Regions from separate parts of the Rattus norvegicus genome. Here region 1 is linked to region 2. A link is a contact called in public Hi-C data. All regions are on one chromosome and are shown on one strand. The core of a region is the stretch at or near the end of the contact, and the rest is flanking DNA. Distances in the headings are between cores, read along the strand shown. Region 1 has its middle 93 kb from the start of Cysltr2. Region 2 holds the start of Fndc3a (fibronectin type III domain containing 3a).

What was found. A called contact is a pair of places that touch in the nucleus more often than the background predicts.
Region 1: a Hi-C map of hepatocytes shows a contact between it and region 2, with 2.7 times the contacts expected there. The contact joins the enhancer-like site here to the promoter of Fndc3a in region 2. A contact is called at or near these places in 6 of 12 Hi-C or Micro-C datasets (the A7r5 cell line, Schwann cells, hepatocytes and 3 more).

The regions. Positions count from the first base shown.
Region 1 is chr15:54,542,829-54,547,701 of GRCr8, forward strand. No RefSeq gene overlaps it. Among named protein-coding and RNA genes, the nearest start is that of Cysltr2, 93 kb to the right of the region's middle. Within about 2 kb of position 1,778, at least 31 of the 93 cell types and tissues checked have an H3K27ac peak or open chromatin away from gene starts, as enhancers often do. A contact at or near this core is called in the A7r5 cell line, Schwann cells, hepatocytes and 1 more, where this site is marked.
Region 2 is chr15:54,274,864-54,279,336 of GRCr8, forward strand. It overlaps Fndc3a (fibronectin type III domain containing 3a), which reads right to left and starts at 1,544. Exons shown (of 26, transcript NM_001412039.1): 1 at 1,266-1,544.

The sequences.
Region 1 (4,873 bases), core at 528-3,027, 270 kb after region 2:
TTCCAAGTGTGGTGTTGACACTGTAACACTGCATCTGTGCAGGTCTGGAAATGTGTGCATCCATGTTTGTGGAGGTTTAGAAGACCTGGGGCGAGCTTGAGTCATGACACCACAGGAAAACAAATGGTCTGGAAGCTTAACATGGCCAACACAAGCCTGTGTGGGCGTCACCCTCTTGGGGGACTTCTAACTATTGCTTGGCATTGGAGGAAGTACCACAATGGCACCTGTGTGTGGGGTAGTGGAGGGCCTATCTCCATGTCACCTTTGTATAACCAGGGACCTCCAGATGAGCAGCCACAGGCTCCCAAGGAAGCTGAGAGGATAATATCCCACACTGTCCTTTTAACAGCTTCAGCAACGGGTAGGTGTAGCCCAGTCTCCGAGGTAGCTGCTTGTGGGTCAGCTCCCAAGCAGTGATGAGACCTGAAGCCAGTATTTCTCAAGAGCCTGCTCCTGCTTTAAATACAAATTACATGGCTTGGAGTTTCCCCACCCCCATCTTCCCCGAAAGCAAACAGGGTATCTAAGAATCTTTTCATTCAATAAAGAGCTCATGACCATCGTTTTGCCCCTGGCACTGGTCAGGACTGAGGAGTCAGGGACAGAAAAACAGGTTAGGGGGACAGCTTAGATTCTTGGGGAATGTCAGGTCAATAAACCAGTGAAGTATCAGAAGAAAAGTACTCAGTGGTGATTCTTACAGTATCCTCTGGGTCTGAGGAGACCATGTATACCTCTGATGGTGGCCAGAATGTTTCTGCAAAAAAGCCAATGTCTAGGCTGAGTTGCAAGGGCAAATGTGTCATGGTGACTAGTGGCCAGGGGGATACACACAAATCCTTGGACTGCAAGAAACCACAATGACCCCAGGAGGCACTCTCAAAATAATAAAGGGAGCTGTTGTTTATCCTCTGGTGCCCCCCTCTTCAGTGCGACCTTAGGCAGCACCTCAGCACCGTAGCCTTCAGGCCAGCCCACAATGCTGTTCCACTGCAGCCTAATTAGAACATCAAAAGGAGTCGGAGGAGATAAAGCAATGAAGGCTCAAAAACGTGCACAAATCTTGCTGACCACCTGGATTTTCTCCTGTTACCATAGCTCTGGAGACTGCAGAGAATTAAATCTTGGATACGGAATCGAACTCCGTCTTTAGACAAGTTAATCTCCCAGAGCCTCCAATTCCCTAGTTGTCAAATGGGGATATGAATCACTGCTGCCTGGCAGTGGGGTTGGCAGGGCGAAAGAGACGGTGTGTAAAGCAGGGCTCTGCAGTCAGTGCTTAGTGAATGTTACTATCACGGTGCAGCACTCCTGAGATGCTCTGCCCTCTGTCCTCTGCGATGCTCTGCCCTCTGTCCTCTGCGATGCTCTGCCCTCTGTCCTCTGTACGGCACCAATAGTCAGACTGCACTGAAGGTCACTTTCCCCAGTCGGTTTTATGGACGAGAAGTGTTATTTGTTTAGTTCTCCCTAGAAATTCTAGCACCAAGTTGTTGTTCCCTCCTACCCGTCCGCCCCCATACTAATTGTGAAACCCATCATGGTCATCGTAGGCTTTTGTGCTGGGGAGAATCGTGACTATTTGAGTCTTCTTTATCTAGGGACATGATTTATCATAAAGACTTAAGTAGTTTATAAGCTTGTGTGTCTTCACTTGTCAGCGGCCCTAATTCTCTTATTTCCGTGGAAATTGCTCACAGGCTTCCAGATCTGTCTTACTGCTCTGGCCCCAGGGATGTTATATTTCACTGGCCGTTGAAATCAGTGCCTGTCATTTTCCAGGCTGACGTTCACTGGGTGAGTCAGATGTTTGGGTATGAACAGCAGAGCCTCCGGTGCAGCTGCCAAAAGGGTGTGTTTGCCTTCACTTCCGGGGACCCTCTCTTAGCTGCCACCTAGTGGTGAGTTTTATGCCGGTAAAACATGGCTCGGGAGAAGCCATTCACAAGCATCTCTGGTAATGAGACCCTCTGACGCTGGGAGCCATGCCAATGGTGGCGCATAAATATTTATTCATCTTTGTAAATGACTCTACATGATTTGGAGATACTAGTGGCCAGTTCTGAAAGGAATTCCACTTTATAGTTCTCAAATAGAAATTGAGAAGTTTCCAAATGTAGCAATAGTTCTTTTCTTCAAAATGTACCCCAGCAGAGAAAGGACTAGGCTGGCACCAAGGGGGTGAGAGTATTGTTAATATTAGCTCAGTCTTCAGATTGTGCCAAACTCTAGTTTAAATAATTACACTATCCCATTTACTCTATTTCAGTCCTGACGTATCTGTAATAATAGCAAAGTAATTATCTTTCTAGGTTGTTATTGTTGCTGTGGTTGTTATTTTGCACATGGGATAATCAAAAGTCTAATGTCATTTAACTGCTGAGTGACAGGACTGGCATTCTAACCAAGCTCCCTGACATCCGCCATGTTCTTGACTATCACTAATGGATGCTCTTTGTTTCTCTGTTCCTTCAGGATTCCAGCATCTGCTCATCTTCCAAACATCTACGAATGCCCAGGGTTGGCCCCATTGGTCAGCTGTGATCTATGCTGGCTGCCTTTTCTTTATGAGGTACTTATATTCTTGGGGGAATGGGGAGTAGCAAAACAAGAATTTTCGTGCACACTGATGCTACACTGAGATGAACTCCTGGAGCTAAGAGTCCTATGGAGCAAGCAGGTTTGATCCCCTGGAAAGAGGACCAATTGTTCCTATGAGATAAATGGAAAATTGGCAGGTTCAAGGAAGAAAGGAGCTTTGTCAAGATGCTCCATGAAGAATAAGCAGCGGGCACAGGTCATCCCAGGTCCTGGAGGAGTCATCCTGGGACACTATTCACATGACTGACTAGCTTCAAGCAGAGACCAAGATGATGGTCTATTTGGACATTGACTTTGCCTCGGTGCCTAGAAGAATGCTGGCCACCACCCCATTCTGAAGAACACTGTTTTGCAGGAGAAACTCCTGTAGAAGAGGTGAGGAGCCTTTCTTTCCTTGGAGAGCTAGACTATGTGTGGAATGCTGTCCTGGGCTCTGGTGGGAAGTTTGTTTGGCTGTGTGCCATAGCTCAAGGCTCACCCATCCCTCAGAACCTCATAATTTAAACTATAATTTAAAACTATAGAGAATGAATTACTGTCCCATCAGGCATAGACTAAGGGCAGAGTCTGTTATGGTTTGCTGTTGAGCGTTGATGGTATCTTCTAAACACAGTGCAAAGGAACCGGGGGAGCTTTGTTAAAGTATGGCCTTCGGGAGGCCACATTTTCATTCTCATCTCTCGGATACCTCCCAAAGTTACAAACTTCACTCATCCAAAAAGCCATTTTGCCAAATTATGAGAACCATGAAGACAGGCCTGCTGCACATGGCTACATACTGCTGGATGGCTGCTTGATCATTTCTGTATCCTCTGCAAAGTACCAGCCTCACTGTATATCTCCCCCTGGGACTTGAGGGCACTTTAGACTTCCTTGTTAGCCTTTCCAACGTTTCCCCTTTGATTCAGGTTGAAATGTTGATCTAGAATTGGATCCCAGCCTGGTGTTCCCTCCACAGTTCATTTTGTGTCTTTTAATCAGATCCCCCTTCTATCTCCCCAAAGAGCATTCTCCTTCAGGGCTTGTGGCATCCCTTCCTTTCAGCATTTCTACTAAGCTACTACAGTGGGGGTCACTGAAGCTTGCTCACAGCGGTCACATGCACGGAAGTTACTGTGCGCATTGTTGTGGAATCTGGAAGGACTCCGCACCCATTCTTCTAACTTCTCCTGATGTCTCTCATCCTCTTAAGCTTCCTCAAGACTAGGATCTTGAAGATGTGTGCTTACATTCTGTACCAGCCATTTTAATAACTTTGGGTAATTTCCTTAGTCCCCTTGTGCCTCGTCTTCTCTGCATATAAAAGCAATCATTGCATAATGGGCTCACTAGATTGTCTTTGGTATTGGGAGGACAGGAATCACATGACATCAAGAACAAGACCTGACCATCTACACATCAAGTCTTTGCTTCCCTTGGACAGCAATTATCCCTACTCTTAACTACTTTCTTTTTAAGTCTCTTAAACCACTTTTTAAAGATCAAATAACAATTTATTTCCCCTGTCATTTTTGGACAATATATGCCGTAGAAATAGTTTGTAAAGAAGGTCAGAACACTAGTTTGAGAAGTAACATTCCTACACAATAACCTTTGAAAGGGTTGAGAATATACACACAGGAAAGAACAGGGGTATACTTAGCCCCAGTTTACTCCTCCTACTCCAAACATCATTCTGAGTCTTTCTCAGCCACTTTATTCTGATCACCAAGCTGAAGACAGTTCTTGCTCTGGTGCCAGTTCCTCTCATATGAGTCATAAATCTTCCCAACTAATCTTCAGCCGTAGGTGTAACTGATTACATGAGGTATCTCCCTTTTAAAATGTATAGTTTGTGTTCGTGGAAGGCAATGTTCTGCTTGTCCTAGTTTATGATTTTTTGGTCTTGGACTTTGCTTGTGGGTTTCTGAATTGGGTCTGAGTAATTGTCTGCCTTGGTGTCTTTTACTACATGCCACAAACCCAGAAGAAGAAGAAAAAAGAAAGAAAGAAAGGAAACCACCTGACCCAGCAATCACAGGCTCATCCTTCTCTTCCCATCAGGAACAGCTTTGCATAGTAATAAAATTCTCCTGCTTTAGTCATTTGCTTGTGACAGAAGAGCCAAAAACTTACCCAGCTGGAGAAAGAGCTTGTTTGCCTTAAAAACAAAAATTACTTCTTTCAAACATAATAAAATTCTGGCTGTTGTATTCTTCATGGGTGTTTAGACTTTCATCTTCATTTTTCCAAGTTCTGATACAGTGATATCACGGGGAGAATGAGAATC
Region 2 (4,473 bases), core at 294-2,793:
TGATCTCATTAGTTGAGGAGAAAAAAAATCAATTTAAACAAGAAAATGTTAAGAAGGTAGGGGACTCACCTCTCTGGAGCATTCCTAGGTGACTTAAACAACACTTCTGAGATGATAAGAATTACACAGTCCGCAAATACACACAAACTAAATATTTATCTAAACACAGGAGATGAGCCAGAAACCTCAATTTGCTTCTGTCTGACATATGGCTCGGTTTTGACTGGCATATGTTATAGCACTAATGCTGGGGAAAGCACAGTGATTAAAATATTACAGAAAAGCTTCGACTATTATTTCATTCTTACAAACTGATCTTAGCAAAAAGGCTGAGAGGTGATGCTATTCGATTCTTATGACACAGAAAAACATGCACAAACTTGGGTTTCAAGAACTGAAACGGATCACGATAGGAAGCAGCAAGAGCTTTATGTGGCTTGGTTTTTTTTTTTTTTAAAGTCTACCGTGAGTACTTGAAGATTATATAGTACAAAAGAGGAAATCAGCTGTCAGCCTGCTATTCTCAGTTAGTAGATGGACAGACGAGAAGGTGCCCAAAAGAACTTACAGTCTCACTAGAATAATAATCTCTAGCTCACTATCCCTAGCACCCTCAGCAATCAATCTCTCTCTCTCTCTCTCTCTCTCTCTCTCTCTCTCTCTCTCTCTCTCTCCTCTACACACACACACACACACACACACACACACACACACACACACGAGAATATCCCAAGGCTTTTTTGAAAGGTGATGATAGTTTAATAAAACTACGATTACCTATACACTCATTAAACGCAGCAGCGCTAGCGATCTGACGTCGAAATCACTCGCTCCTTTTCCTTCACCTAGCGCACGCCGCCCTTTCCAGAGTCGTGTCAAAAGTTCCCCCACGCAGGCTGTTAGGCTGGGCGAGGACCGCAGCCTCCCTTCCTCCTCGCCACCCACCTAACAGGTGGTTGACTTACCTGGGGAGAGGAGCCGCCAGGCACGGGCAGCGGCCGCCGGGGCGCAGACCCGAAGGGCGTGTTTTCGAGGATTTAACCCTCAGGTGAGCGGGCAGCGCTCCGCGGTGGCCGAGCCCCGGCAGGTGCCGCGCACGTCCCCGCCGCGTCCCGGGCCCGCCCCGCCGCCCCGCGGACCGCGCGGCCTCGCGTGGGGGCGTCGCCCGCCCTCCCCGACGGGCTCAGCCCTCAGGCGGCACGGCCCGCAGCCCCAGCCTAACGGTCTCCCCGACGCGGGCTCCGGCGTCCCCCGCCGGCTCTCACCTCTGAATCCCGCCGCCCCGAGGCGAAGGAAGGCGGATCCCCCGGCGTCTCTTCTGCGAGGCTCCGGCTCGTCCCCTCACTAGGTTGGAGGTGGGCCCAGGCTCCCGCGGCCGCCGCGGCGCTGACTGGTGTGGGGGAGAGATGTTTCCCGGCAGTGACGGCGCTGCCGCCTCAGCCCCGCTCTTCACTCCCTCTCCGCGTAGCTCCCGCTTTCTGTTTCACCCGAGGGACCGCGAATGCCGCCGCCGCCATGATTACTACGGAGCCGGGAGGAGGAGCCCGGAGTCGGCGCGCCCAGTGCGGCTGCGCGAGCCCCGCCGACGGCGCCCCCGGCCGCCTGGACCCGGAGCCCCCGCGCGCGCGCGCCCGCCCGCTCGCCCGCCGCCCGGGAGCCAGGCTTCACGGGCCCGCAAGTGTGCGGCGAGCGAGCTCCGGAGCGGCTCTCTCGAAGCCTGGGAACTATGCAGATGATTGACGTCTCTGGGGCCCCACACGCCATTCCAAATGTATTTTAGAAAGCGCCCCCACCCACTATCCTCTGAGACGAACCGTGTTAGCCCCTCTCGGAGAGCCCCAGAACTTATAATGCCGGCAGGTGCCTTTAGAGACAAGCCCAAAACAGGGAAGCGCACCGAAGTGGGCTCAGACGTTTCCACTCCCAAACGTTTAGAGCCCCGGCATTTTATAGCACCCACAAAACAGATTTACGTCTTTCAGAAACGCAGAGCTTAATGTATTGGTCTCGGACCAGCCAAATCTAGTGGAAACCCGTTACCTTGATTTCTACCACAGCGGCGACCGAAGTGGTGGCGGCAGCAATTTCCTTAAGCCTCAAGCAATGGGGGGGGGGGGGGGGGGCGCTGCACTAACGCCTGAGGGCCGGCCGGACTGCTTACTTTTGCAGTTTCACCGGAAGCCTCAGGGAGAGGGTCGTCTTTGGGAACCTGAGTCCTACCCTGTACATCCAAAACTGGTGACTGATGAAACCAGGTTCCATGTCTGACTTGGATTTCAGTTTATTAGTTGTGCTGCGTTTTAAGCTAGCTCGCTCGTTCGTTCTCTCTCTCTCTCTCTCTCTCTCTCTCTCTCTCTCTCTCTCATTTGACAGAAATCTCTCGAAGATAAACATATTTCTAACGTTCTTAGAAAAAAATGGATAATGAAATTCTTCGTGGATCACTGAGTATCGTTAAATATGATACCCAGACCGTACACCGAAGTCCCATGGGATTGCAGAACTGTGCGTGAGTGTATAAAATCCCCACTTTGGTGCTGCTTTTTGCAGTGTTCTTACTTTTCTTAAAGTCCTCTCACTTGACTTGTGTTCATCTGCCTCTACATCCACTTTAACCATTTCTATTTTCCTGTGGTGGTGTTTTTAAAGCCCCCTTTCTTCTACTTTTCTCTATGGCTGCAGGCAATGATTGATCCGATGTTTGTATCCACGGCCAACTAATGAGAGGTTATTTTTCTTCCTGTCAACAAGTAGGCCAGTGATTCTTTCAAATGGTATTTTGAGATTTTGGGGGCGGGGGGATGGGGGCTAAAGTCCTTTCCCTGAGAGAAATGTTTCATTTTCTTAACTCCCAGCTTTGGCCCAGTTCCAGATAAAATTACTGGAAAGCTGATCTTGGAATAACAGAAGTGTAACTGCTCATTGTTTTGCAATAGGAGAGTTTATATGTGAATGTGGGGGAGTTGTGTGGCTTCCCCTTACTGCAGCCCAACTCTTGTTCAGTTGGAGACTAAACTAGTGGTCTCCAAAGTTAGCTCTAAGCTAGTATTTTCCAAAGCATTGCTCTTGTGAACTTTGTAAAAATGCAGACTCCTACCATCTACCCCCCTCAAGATGCTGGTTCCATAATTCAGTGGTAGACAAAAAAAGAAAAAGAAAAAAAGAATAAAAAGAAAAGAAAAATAGAACTTAAAAATAACCTGCATTATTTTATAAGTATGTTTAAAGCCCATCTACATGCCATAGGCAGGGCAAGAAATGATAGCCTAGGTGGAGAAGATAAGGGTATGGACTTCATGATCTCATTGAAGTAGACCTAGACACTCTGATAGGGTACACAATGCTGTGAGAAGGAGGGTAATTTATATCTTTTGGAGAGAAACACACATAAATCACCCTAGCCGGAGAGACACAGGAATCTATGTTGGCTCTGAACAGACATTTCTCTTTTCCTCATCAGTAAAATAAATACCATTTTCAACCTTCGCCCTCCTCGAGCTCCAGCGACAGTGAAGGAACACTTTGAACACCATTCTTTCTTAAACTTTTCTTTACTTGGTGGCCATTTTCTTAGTTTGCCTTCTCTTTTCCTGTACACAGTCTCTGCATATTTCCATTCTTCTCTCTGCCTATGACACACCACTTGAGCCTCTCAGCACCCCGAGCGAGGTCTATCTGAAGTTCCTTTATGCTTTCATTTTACCCTGTGCATTGTCACCCAAACCATAGTGTAAGCTAGCACTCACTATGCCTTCACATCTCTACGCACCTGTAGCCTGGATGCTTGCGTTAAATGCCAAAGTCCTTCTGCATCATCAGTTTGCTTTACTGCCTGGCATGCTGCAAAATGTCCCAGGTTCACAAAGTTTGGTCCAACTTCATGTTTTCCTGGTTCTTCGGCTTATGAAATCAAACATCTAACAATCCTCCTTGGTGTTTCCCTCACCCTGTCTCCCTTATCTGTTGCTGTGCCAACTTCTAGAAATGTTTCCCCCAAAACCCCCCTAATGACTCCACTTCTTTCCTGTCACTAACGAGCTAATTTGGTCTAACTGCAGACAATATGTATGTTCCCAACTTTGCAGCCAAAATGATCTTCCAAAAAGCAAATAAGACCGTATCACTTGTTACATAACACCTTCGAATAATTTATTATTATCCTAGAATAATACTAGAGTCCTTTCAGTGCCTGTAAACCACAGTCTTGTCTTGCTTCCTAGGCTGAGGTTTTTCTGTTGTTGTTGTTGTATTCTATTTGGAATAGTTGTATGCACTATACACCTGCCCTTCTTCCTTTTAACCATCTTATCCCCTACTTACCCTCTGGGGCTCAGTTTGAATAGGACTTGGGGAGGGGGGCAGAATCTGACATCCCAGATAAGGTTAAGATCCCTGATTGATATCAACAATCCCACCACCATGTATTTTTAGTTCTTATGTTTTTAGCACAATGTACAGTTCCATTTTAGTATG